Regions from separate parts of the Rattus norvegicus genome. Here region 2 is linked to region 1. Evidence: chromatin contacts called from public Hi-C data. All regions are on one chromosome and are shown on one strand. The core of a region is the stretch at or near the end of the contact, and the rest is flanking DNA. Distances in the headings are between cores, read along the strand shown.

Evidence for each region. Hi-C and Micro-C count contacts between places; a contact is called where the count stands out from the background.
Region 2: a Hi-C map of the A7r5 cell line shows a contact between it and region 1, with 6 times the contacts expected there. The contact joins two enhancer-like sites. A contact is called at or near these places in 7 of 12 Hi-C or Micro-C datasets (the A7r5 cell line, Schwann cells, hepatocytes and 3 more).

What each region holds. Positions count from the first base shown.
Region 1 is chr1:49,512,367-49,518,303 of GRCr8, forward strand. It overlaps a transcript of Rsph3 not described here. Among named protein-coding and RNA genes, the nearest start is that of Rsph3, 44 kb to the right of the region's middle. Within about 2 kb of position 2,790, at least 4 of the 93 cell types and tissues checked have an H3K27ac peak or open chromatin away from gene starts, as enhancers often do. A contact at or near this core is called in the A7r5 cell line, where this site is marked.
Region 2 is chr1:49,646,408-49,652,344 of GRCr8, forward strand. It overlaps LOC102551987 (a long non-coding RNA gene), which reads left to right. Exons shown (of 3, transcript XR_349996.5): 2 at 2,067-2,346; 3 at 3,110-3,848. Among named protein-coding and RNA genes, the nearest start is that of Tecrl2, 20 kb to the right of the region's middle. Within about 2 kb of position 2,249, at least 6 of the 93 cell types and tissues checked have an H3K27ac peak or open chromatin away from gene starts, as enhancers often do. A contact at or near this core is called in the A7r5 cell line, where this site is marked.

The sequences.
Region 1 (5,937 bases), core at 1,540-4,039:
GGTTTTGTTGTTTTCCGTATCTTTACCTTTGACATAGCTGTCTTTGAACTGCAGGTCTTCCCTAGGCAAGCACCTTAAACAGAGTGTGTCAAGTTATATCTTGTAGACAGTATGGCTGGATCGTTCTACTTTATACTCTGCTCGTTGCTGCCTTCTGGAAGCCAGAGTGTAAGTCATTTAGTGTAACTGCTCAGGAGCCTCCTCTGCCATTTTGCTGTTTCCACAGCTCTTCTGCGTTTTTATGCTTCTGTTTCTCCATTACTGCCCCCCTTTTTGTATTAAGTGTGTGTCTTCCACCACACAATGTGCTTTTGCTTCCTTTTTATTATTCTCTTTAGAAGTTATTCTCTTAGTGGCTGCTCTGGGGATTACAGTTCACATTTTAATTGAATCAATCTACTTTAGACCAATACAGGCTTAATTTTGATAGCATATGAGCATTTCCCTCTAGGATCACCCTGTCTCCCCACCTGTGCTTGGCTAATCTGAAAATTGCCTTGATACATTAGGATCCAACTGGTAATTTTATGATGTCTGCCTTATTATGCTATCTTAAGTGGCAAAAAAGGTTAAAGCTACTCAGTCTTTTATACGCATGTATGATTTTTATTGATGCTTTTTATGTGCATGCATCTGAGTTACTACTTTTTTCATTTCAGCATTAGTATTTCTTGTAGAGTAGGGCTGCTAGTCACAGCCCTTTTGTGTGCATGTGTACATGTGTGCAGTACGTGTACATATGTGTTGTGTGTCCATGTGGTGTGTTGGGACTGATCCAGTTTTTACTATCTGGCAATGTTTTATTTTTTGTTCATTTGAAGTGCAGTCTCGCTGTCCCTTAGAATTCTTGACTCACAGTCCTTCTCTGAACACACAGATATGCTCATGCCTTCTGACCGCCATGATGGCTGTAGTGTGTGAAGTCAGCTGATAATCTGAGAAGCACGTGCACAGGATAGGTCAAGCTTGTCTGGCTACCTTCACCATTTCCCTGGTCTCTTGGAACTCTGTGGCTCATCACCATGTGATGTCTTCATGGAGAGCTCACTAAGCCTCTTGGATAGGGAAGCAGGTACTTTCTACCACGTCTAAGTTTTTAGCCATGTGTCTTCAAACCCTCTTCTGGACTCTTCTGTCTGACATTCCCTGTTCACATCTTTGTATGCCTGATGGTTTGGGGCAGGTCTCTCAGCCTCCATTCATTAGCCTTCCCTCATTTCCTTCCTGTTCCCCAGAGTGGATTTATTTTATCTTATTGATTCTGGTTTCGGGGATTCTTTCTTTGCAGATCAAATCTGCTTACGGAAGTCTTGGCGATAGGTTTTGAGTCAGAATCTACTTTTGAACACCAGAATTTCCACTTGGTTCTGACGGGTGCTTTGCTGGCACATCTCTGCCTTACATGTGTGCCTGGTGTGCAACGAGGCCAGAAGGAGCATCAGATCTCCTGGGACTGGCCTTGCAGAACATTGTAAACCACCCTGTGGATGGCTGGGGACTGAACGCTGGTCCTCTGAGCAGCAGCCAGTGCTTTTCACCTGAGTTATATCTCAGCCCCACTGCTTCTGACTGCCACTCATTTTGCCATTTGATGAGACCATATTCCTACACACTAGTTCTCAGGTACTGTTTCCTTCAATTTTTTGAACATGTAAATGATTCAAGTAATTTTCTCCTGTAGGCTGAAATCTGGACTTCCTCACACAGTTTCTGCACACAGACCTTTGTTCCTTTCCATGGATAAGACTTTCCAATTTTTGTATGTTTGTTAAAAGTTCTTTTGGTAAGTCCTGGACATTTCTGAGTAAGTGTGACATAGTATTTTGGAAGACATATTTTTGTCCCACACCTACTTTGAGTTTTTTATTGTAGTTTTTATTTTACCCTTAAAAAAGATTTATTTATATTTATTACATAAGTACACTGTAGCTGTCTTCAGACACACCAGAAGAGGGCATCAGATCTCATTACAGATGGTTGTGAGCCACCATGTGGTTGCTGGGAATTGAACTCAGGCCCTCTGGAAGAGCAGTCAGTGCTCTTAGCCACTGAGCCATCTCTCCAGTCCATATTTTACTCTTTATAATAACCTTATAACTAAAATACTGTCAGATTGTCTTTGTTGTATATGACCACTAGAATCTGTTCAGCAAAGTTCGTGGGTCGGCAATTACAATCCGCAGTAGAAATATCCCTCTGCAGACCATTCTTGTGTGTGTCGGGGTTAGTGCATGCCACTGCACATGAGGGAGGTCAGAAGACAGCATGCAGGAGTGAGTTCTCTCCCTTCACTCTGTGCGTCTTGGGGAACTGAACTCAGGTCATGATGACTGGTGTGAGGGGATTTACCCACCAAGCTATCTGGCTGACCCCCAGAGAAGACATAGGCGAGTCACTAAGTCCCCCATGCTTTGCTATGTAGGTTCTACAGAGGCTGGGCATGCCTTCGACGGGAATGAGTGATCCATGCCATCTCAGGTCTTCCCCAGGCGTGCAGTTACCCTTCATACGGACTCCAGGAGTATGTCGACATTTCCAAAGCTCCCGTGGCCGCTCACGCACATGCTCTGCCTCTCTCACTGTTCCCGCCACAGCCTTCATCTTAGGTAAATGTCACTGCACTCACACCCGATTTACATTACTCAGTAACAATGCCCTGGTGTTAGGACCTTTGTCAACGAGCGAACTCTGAGTCAAATCAAATAAAGTCAGGCCCTAAACATGGTCTTTTCCAGGGTGCTAACCCAAAGTCAAATAGTGACGAGTGTCTTTGGAATGTGGCTCTGAGGGACACTGAGCCTACTGGCTCCTTCAGCGGCTGCTAAGCTACTTGTCAGCTGTTATGGCCCGAGTCTGCTGGTCTCCAGGGCCATGGGGCTGAAACAAGACCGAGACAGGGAGATTTGAGAGGTCCTTATTCTAGCATTCGAGGTGGTGGTAGTGGTGTGCTCCCCGCCTATGGCAGGCAACTCCTGCCCTGTGCCATATTAAAATCTAGGACTGAGGAATGCTTTGTTTTAGCCCAGACTCTTACACTTCAAGAGATATCTTCCTATGCCTTCTCCCTTGTGACTGTTAGCTCCATGCTGTGCTCATAGCAATAACTTTCCCCTTGTATGCCATCTTTTGACTTCTGTGCAATTATTACCCAAAAGTCAAAATAGTAGAGGAGGTATGCAGGCTCAAGTTTGTGGACTTTATGGCGTTGCACTTATCAGCATTATTTGAGTTTCTATGTTCTAGACCAGTGGTTCTCAACCTTCCTAATGCTGCAACCCTTTACTATAGTTTCTCATGCTGTAGGGACTCCCCAACCATAAAATTATTTTCACTGCCACTCATAACTTAATTTTGCTAGTGTAATGAATTGTAATGTAAATATCTGTGTTTTCTGATGGTATTAGGCAAACTCTGTGGAAGGGTCATTACCCTCAGGCTGAGAACCGCTGCTCTATATGGTGTGTTTGTATATACTTGAGATAGACGATGTGTGTGGTGCTACCTAACTCATAGGGAATAAGGGTCTTACAGGACTCCAAAGTGGCGAGATTACAGGTATAGCATCTGGGCTTCAGAGACACCTGAGAAGAACCAAGATAAGTAGAAGTTTCCTAGTAGTGGTTACAGGGTTAAGGGAGAGAGGTTGTAAAAACTGGGAGAAATGATCTCTCACTGAGAGAACACCGAGGGAAGAGAGATGTTTATTGCACACTGATATAATAAAATTCTGCCCCCTTGGTCATAATCATAATCTAGAATTCCAAAGATTACAACGAAGAGTAGAAATGGGAAGGCATTGAACTTTTCTCCTCTGGTACACATATGTGCATGGATGCTTACGCCGCAGAACCTATGAGGGGTCAGATGACAACCTAAGGAGTCACGTCTCTCCTCCTCCTGTGTGGGTCTCAGAGTGTGAACTCAAGAGTACCAGGCTTTGGCAGTGCCTTACGTGTGCCCTGGGATAGCTTTTAATGTGGTATAAGAGCTCCTAATGACAATGTCAGGAGCAAGCGACTGACTAAGCAGAGCACTGCCTGGGCCAGGGGAGACAGAACTGAACAGGAAAGAACTGTTTCCTAGTTCATGAGGTAAAAACAGCCTCATTTTAAGAGTGAACAGGAGAGATTAGGGCTGGTGATGTAACTTAGTGTGGAAGGCTAGGACCCACAGGTGAAGGAGAGGACTGACAGACGTGGTAATTAATGAAGAGCAGCTGACAGAATGGCCATCTGTTAAGGATCCAGAGTCAGGATGAAGACTGAAGTCACTGAGTACAGCAGAATTCCAGTCTGCAACAATCATGAGAGTTGCTCTGGCACCTGATTAAACTGGCGGATAACGTTAGAGCGAGGTAAATCTTCAATGGGAGTCTGGATCTCCAAGGAGAGCAATTCATTTTTAAACAATTGCCCTCCAAGTTACTAAATCAGCAGACAAAACAATGAAGCTCGATCACTATGGCATTTTAATGATGCCATTACACACTGTGCTGTCCTTCCTCTCCCACACTCTTCCCCCCAGCCCCTGCCCCCCCTAATCTTGCAGGTCCCCCTCTCCCCTCTTCTCTCCAATATTCCATTCCCTTCCCTCACTCCCTTTGCCTCCTGAAGATCACTTCCACGCCCTTAGTACCTTTTCCACTTCACACGCACGCACAGATAAACACATATACACACAGTCAGATACACACACCACACATTCAAAGCTAAAGTCTACGTTAAGATTAACAATTGGCATCTGTCTTTCTGCGTCTGTCTTATTTGGCAAAACAACGACAACAGCTCCATCCTACCCGTGTGAGAGGCTCCGTCTCTCTCTATGGCTGAAAACCTGTGGCACAGTACATGATGAAATTTGATCTGCATACCAAAATTTCTTAAATTACATATAACCTTGAATTCAAGTTAACAGTGACACAGTGTTTTACTGACCCCTGGTGGTAAAAATGAATATTAATAGACTATAATTAACACAATTTAAAATGCTTATTTTCTAAAAATCAGTATACCTTCAGACATTTGTTTTGAATTTTACTTTCGAGCTTAGTTGAATTATCAGAAATAATGGGTACTGGTTGCTGGTTCTATCCATGGGAAATGAACCAAACTTAGGCTCCGCAGAGTGGCTTCATATAGATATGTTCAGGAAAACCGCCAAGGCTACTCTGTTACACAATACATAAAAATAAAAGATTAAGGGAGAACATATCAAACTTTCTAGAATAAGCAGAACATATAGAATCAAAATTAGGTGAAACTGGATGATGTGGTTCATGTTTTTGCCAACATAAGAAAATGAAACTTTGCTGGGATAAAAGAAATAGGCAGTGAAAAAACCACGAGGTGAGTTCTTTCCCCAGTTTCACAAAGGGGAGCTTTGAGAAAAGAAAAGTTGTCCTCTGAGCTGAGGGTTAGCTGCTCGTTGGTAGATTCCATCCCAGAAGGTGTGGCTTGAGCCAGTCCCTGCAAGTTCTTGGAGAGATTCACATGGCTCAAACCTAATGATGTGAAATAGGGGAAACAACATTCTAGCTTCTCTCTAGTTAGGTATGTGGGATCAATTCCGTGATTCCAGTCTGTGCATGGTGACCACAAGTCATCGCTTATCCTGTCACCTCAGTGCTACCTGAGTGAGACCTCAGGAAGGACGGGTTTGTAAAAGGAGCGTTGGCAAACCCCAGTGAATCAGATGGAGTTGCAGAGTCTGTCTGCTCATGCTCATCTGCGCCGCCGCTCATGGTTACGGTCACTGATACCAGGGACTTCAGATTGCTGCCCTCTCTTTACTGCAGCCCACATGTGCCTGAAGAGACTCTTCCTAAACCATGAAAGCTCCCTCTTCACGTAACATCCTTGTTTCCATATAATGTAAAGCTGGCTTCTTTCCTCTCAGGCACAGTGCCCTCATCTCTCACTTAGCTGTTTCTTTCTAGGA
Region 2 (5,937 bases), core at 999-3,498, 130 kb after region 1:
ACACCACACAGACACACACCATAGACAGACACCCACCCCACACACACACACACACACACACCACATACACACACACACACACCACATCCACAGACCACATACACAGACCACAAACACCACACAGACACACACCACACACACACACACACACACACACACACACACACCACATACACAGACCACATACACAGACCACAAACACCACACAGACACCCACCACACACACACACACACACACACACACACATACACACACACACACACCACATACACAGAACACAAATACCACACAGACACACACCACACACACACCACCACATCCACAGAACACAAACACCACACAGACACACACCATACACAGACACACACCACACACACACACACACACACACACACACACACACACCCTCAGTGCACAGGTCTCCAGTCCCAAGGAAAGACTTCTGCCTTCTCTGTTCTGATTAAAGGAAACTCTGCATCCGTAAAGGTTGGGTTCCTCTTTCTATTTTCCTGTCACCTCCATTAATCTCGATCTAACAGACCCCGTGCCTACAGCAAAAGGAAATGCACGTGGGGGCTGGAGAGATGGCTCAGTGATCAAGAGCACTGACTGCTCTTCCAGAGGTCCTGAGTTCAATTCCCAGCAACCACATAGGGGCTCACAATCATCTGTGATGGGATCCAGAGCCCTCTTCTGGTGTGTCTGAAGACAGGGACAGTGTACTCACATACATAAATAAATAAATCTTAAAAAATGCATGTGCAAAGTTGACAGAATTCCTGAAACAAAGATGGCTCCAGCTCTGTCCCTGCTACACTGTAACCATCCACAGGCCTGTGCCACCTGCTGATTCTTCCCCTACCGGGCACTGGTTGCTGGTCTTTTCCTTTGCTTTTTAAAAATGGTTTTATTTATTTTTATTTTATGCACATTGGTTGATACACACACACACACACACACACACACACACACACACACACGTCTGTGTGAGGGTGTTGTATCCCCCGGAACTGGAATTACAGACAGTTGTGAGTGCAAAGTGGATGCTGGGAATTGAACCCTGACCTCTGGAAGAGCAGCTGGTGCTCTTAACCGCTGAGCCATCTCTCCATGGCTGGTTTCTATGTGGTCCAAGGTGGTGCCTCTAACTGTGTCCAGTGTTGTCTGGTGCCTGCTGGGTGTGACCTGTTCTCTGGTACCCACCTAGGCTCTGCTGCACTGTGCTTGAACCAGGGTCCCTCAGCTTCCACCTTTGCTGTGTGCCACTGGACCAGATGCACGTGGCCAAGTCTAGTTTTGCAGTGGTGGAGGGGGTGGACTTGACCTCTGGTCAGCAGTTGGTGTCAAGTCACAGTACGAAATGACCAGGGTGGGGTTTGGAGGGAGACCCCGAGAATTGAGTCCCAGCAAAGCTTAAGACATTGTTCCCTCTCACAGGACACAGAGCCAGAGCTGGAAGCCAAGTGAGGAGTAACCCAGAGTGACCCAGAGTTAGAGTTGTCAACCCTCAGTGGGCCCATTAGGTGTCTAAGAAGATCCAGACTGGGAGATGCAGAGCTGAGTTCAAAAGTTCCACCACAGGGAGCGACGGGGGCGGGGGGGGCACAGAGCAAGTGAGGCCTGTGGTGTGGTGGGGGGGGGGCTAGGATGCCACCTGCGAACCTAAACCACTACCAGGGTGACCTAATTATTTATTGGGTGACCTAATTTTTTGGGTGACCTAATTATTTATTGGGTGACCTAATTATTTATTGTCTCCCCATTTTCCTTTCCTGGCTCTCAGGTCTCCCTGTCTCCTTACTTCTTGGTCTCTATTCTTTTCTCTTCGCCCATCCCCTCCTCCTTATTCCTCTTTGCCCCTCCCCATACTTTCCCTCTGTCCCCTCTCTTTCCTGTTCTGTTTCTTTCTCTCTTCTCCCCCTTTCCCTTCCCTTTCCCCTCCCCTCCCTCCCTCTCTCTTTGGCATTTATTACTGTCATTGCTACAGTGGAATGGAAAGTATGTGGTTGGATTTGGATCTTGAGTCTGAGGGTGATTTATTTATTTCATCCCTTTTCAATTTCAGACACATGTTGCTCTTTCCGTGGGATTTCCACCCGCACCATCCAAATGAGACGGTCGCAGGGAAAAGTCCTTCCTCGATGAGAGTTTTGCTAATTTGGCTTTTCTGATTAAATCTGGCCCGAGGATTGCGGAAACACGAGGAGGAGCTGCAGTTGCTGGCGACGTATTTATCGTGGCCCGCAGCCACTGCAGTAGAAGCGGAGTTTCGTCTGAGGCTGTAAAGAAACGGAAAAGGCCTGAGGACTTCTGGAAGCACAGTTTGGTGAACATCTCTGCAAAGGGTATTATGGAATATAATCCCCACTGCAGGCAGGATGAGAAGGAGCTGGGAAGGATGCTGCTCCCTGTAAGAATGCAGCCTCCCTCCTCACACACTGTACTTCTGCTCCCACCTCGAGCCTCCATCTCCAGCCCAATTCTTTTTTTCTCTTGCCCCCTTCTCTGCCTTCTTTATTCTCCCTCCCTCCCTCCCTCCCTCCCTCCCTCCCTCCCTCCCTCCCTCCCTCCCTCCGTCCCTCCCTCATTCTCTCTTTCCCCACCTCTCTCTCTGTCCACCCTGCCAGCTGTGAGTTTTGCTGTGGGCCCCTGGCCAGTGTGGAACTTGCCCAGTGTGTAGCCCAGTCAGGCCTTCAGTACTGTGTGACTCTGGTGCCTCCATTTCCCAAGTGCTGGGATTTCCGGCTCCTGCCACCACGGCCAGTACCTTTTTCTTCTGTTAGTTTGCCCTGCATGTGGTGTTGGGGCCAGATCACTACCACTGAGCTACAGCCTCAGACTCCTCTCCCTGCACAAAGAAGCAGTCAATGTGCGCCCTTCCCCAAATCCTGGTCGTAATGTCTAAGTCAGACAGACCTGCCCTGGGGCTCAATGGGTACAGGGAGGATTACAGGCGACTTTCCCACAGGGACAGACTCAAGTTTTCCTCAGAAAAAGGGGGAAAAATACAAGAATGTAGTTTAGAAACTAGAGAGTTATTTATTCACTTATTTAACAAAGTCTATCATTATTTTCTTTCTGCAAAATCTTGTCTGCCCCTGGGCACAGCCAAGTCAGCAGGAGGCAAGAGGAGGCATGGTTCTTTTTCGGAGAAAGAAAGGGAGAGAAAAGGAGAAGAGGCAAGGATGAAGAGGTCTTAGTGTCCCACTGCTGTGAAGAGATGCCACTGCCATGGCAGGCCTTATAAAGGGAAGCATTTAATGGGGCTGGCTTACACTCAGAGGTTTAGTCCGTTCTCAGCATGGCGGGAGCATGGCAGCACGCAGGCAGACGTGGTGCTGGACAGGTAGCTCAGAGTTCTACATCTGGATCAGAAGGCAGCAGGAAAAGACAGTGAACCACTAAGCCATGCTTCTGAAACCTCAGCCTCCGCCTCCCCAAGTGACACACATCCTCTAGCAAGGCCACGCCTACTCCAACAAGGCCTTACATCCTAACAATGCTTGGTGACCAAGCATTCAAACCCAGGAGCTTACGGGGCGTTCCTGTTCAAACCACCACCGAAGAAGACAGAAGAGCTCAAGAGGTTTGAACTCTAGCTGGACTCCCATGTGGAGCTTGGACCATCCAATCTGTGTACAAGATTTGCAGATTGGGCTGGAGAGATGGCTTAGTGGTTAAGAGCAGTGACTGCTCTTCCAGAGGTCCTGAGTTCAATCCCAGCAACCACATGGTGGCTCACAGCCATCTGTAATGAGGTCTGATGCCCTCTTCTGGTGTGTATGAAGACAGCTACAGTGTACACATATAAAAAAATAAATAATCTTTTTTAAAAACATTTAAAAAATTCTGCAAATTAGCTACTCAATTAAAGTCATGAAGGAGCCGGTACGAGGCTGACCTGCAGCGCTGTGTGTGAGGCAGTGCAGATTGCAAGAGGGGCTATTGCCTTGTTTTATGTTGCTGGGAAGAGACACCGTGATAAAGGCAACTTATAAAGTGACATTCAATCGAAGGCTGGCTTACAGTTTCAGGAGGTTAGACCGTCACAACAGGGAGCATGGCGGTAGGCAGGCAGTCATGGTGCCAGAGCAGTAGCCGAGAGCTCACATCTTATCAGTGAGACAGAGGGAGGGGGTGGGGGAGGGAGGGAATTGGGGAGAGAGAGGAATTGAGGGATTGAGCCTGGTGTAGGCTTTTGAAACATTAAAGCCAAAACCCACTCCCAGAGACACAGCTTCTCCTCCAACAGGTCCACACCTCCCAATCCTTAATCAGCCCACCAATGGGGAATAAAACATTTGTCTATATGACCCTGTGGGGGCTATTCTCGCTCAAACCCCGAAAGATTTTCTTCCAAAGGGATAGAAAATAAACTTAAAGCTATAAGTAGAATGGTACTTGCTGATACTAAAACACATTCATGATATGCCTTTCAGTTTAACAAGGCAGACACAAGCTAGGGTCACCTGAAAAGAGACCCCCCCCCAGTGAGGAACCATCTAGACCTGGTTGGCCTGTGGGAATGATTGTAGGGGTTATCTTGATTGTTCATCGATATCAGCAGACCCATCCCGTTGTGGGCGGTATCATTTCTTTGGCAAGGGATTCCAAACTGTGCCAGCCGAGGAAGCCAGCTGAGGGCAAGCGAGCCAGCAAGCATTCCTCTCTGCTCCTGACTGCGAGTGTGAAGTGACGACCTGCTTGAAGTTCCTGCCTTGTGCTCGCTGGCCTGCAGCCTGGAAGTGTGAGCCACGGTGACTCCTTCTCTCTAAGCTTGCTGCTTGTTTGTGTGTGTGTGTGTGTGTGTGTGTGTGTGTGTGTGTGTGTACGTGTGTGTGTATCACATTGCTTTACAGCTTAACAGCACATTTAGTGAGTGCCCCTTTGGGTAGACACTAGGGAAGGCTGTGACCCATGCGTGGATCAAGTCAGAAGTGATGCTTACAGATCATTAACTCTGATGTGTCTTTGTCTTAGTTAGGGGTTCACTGCTGTGAACAGACACCATGACCAAGGCAACTCTTACAAAGGACAACATTTAATTGTGACTGGCTTACAGGTTCAGAGGTTCGGTCCATTATCATCAAGGCAGGAGCATGGCTGCATCCAGGCAGGCATGGTGCAGGAGGAACTGAGAGTTCTACATTTTCATCTGAAGGCTGCTAGGAGACTGGCTCCCAGGCAGCTGGGGTGAGGGTCTTATAGCCCACGCCCACAGTGACACACCTATTCCGACAAGGCCACACCTCCTAATAGTGCCACTCCCTGGGTCTTAACATATACAAACCATCACAATCTTTATTGATGATGGAGTTTGAGGTTGCTTCTGACATCTTTTATACATTTCTTTCTGTGTGAGTATTAAACTTTTGGAATTGATTGAGACCCGCAGTAAAATAACATTGGGAATATGGAAACTTCGATAACTTTCCTATCCCAGGCACAGCCTCCTATGTGGCCCACACCGAAGTGACTGGTGTATTAACCAACACAGGTTGTGAAATTCTCACTGTGGCATGACCACTCAGAGCCCATGGGAACTCACGGTAAGCATTCAGGGTAACTCTTGAAGCTGCTGGCTTCTAGGCATTTGGACTAAGGTACATGTGAATGCACCCATCGTGGATGTCAATGGAAGATGTCCACTGAAGATCTTCGTTACCCCCAATCCTGGCCCTCGTCTGATTGCTTTCCTAAATCAGTTTCTAACAACTTTTCCTCAAACATCAGTATGTTTGGGCATCACCTGGGAGCTCATGAAAACCGTGACTTGTGAGCCGCACGCCACTTTTCTGATTCAGTCTGTCAGAGCAAGGCCTGAACATTTCCATTTCTGACCAGTGGCCAGGGGAGGCAGAGGCCGCTCTGGAGAATCACCTGTTACATGGAGACTCATTGCTGTCAAGAAGAAAAGGGCATCTCCAAGCCAGAAA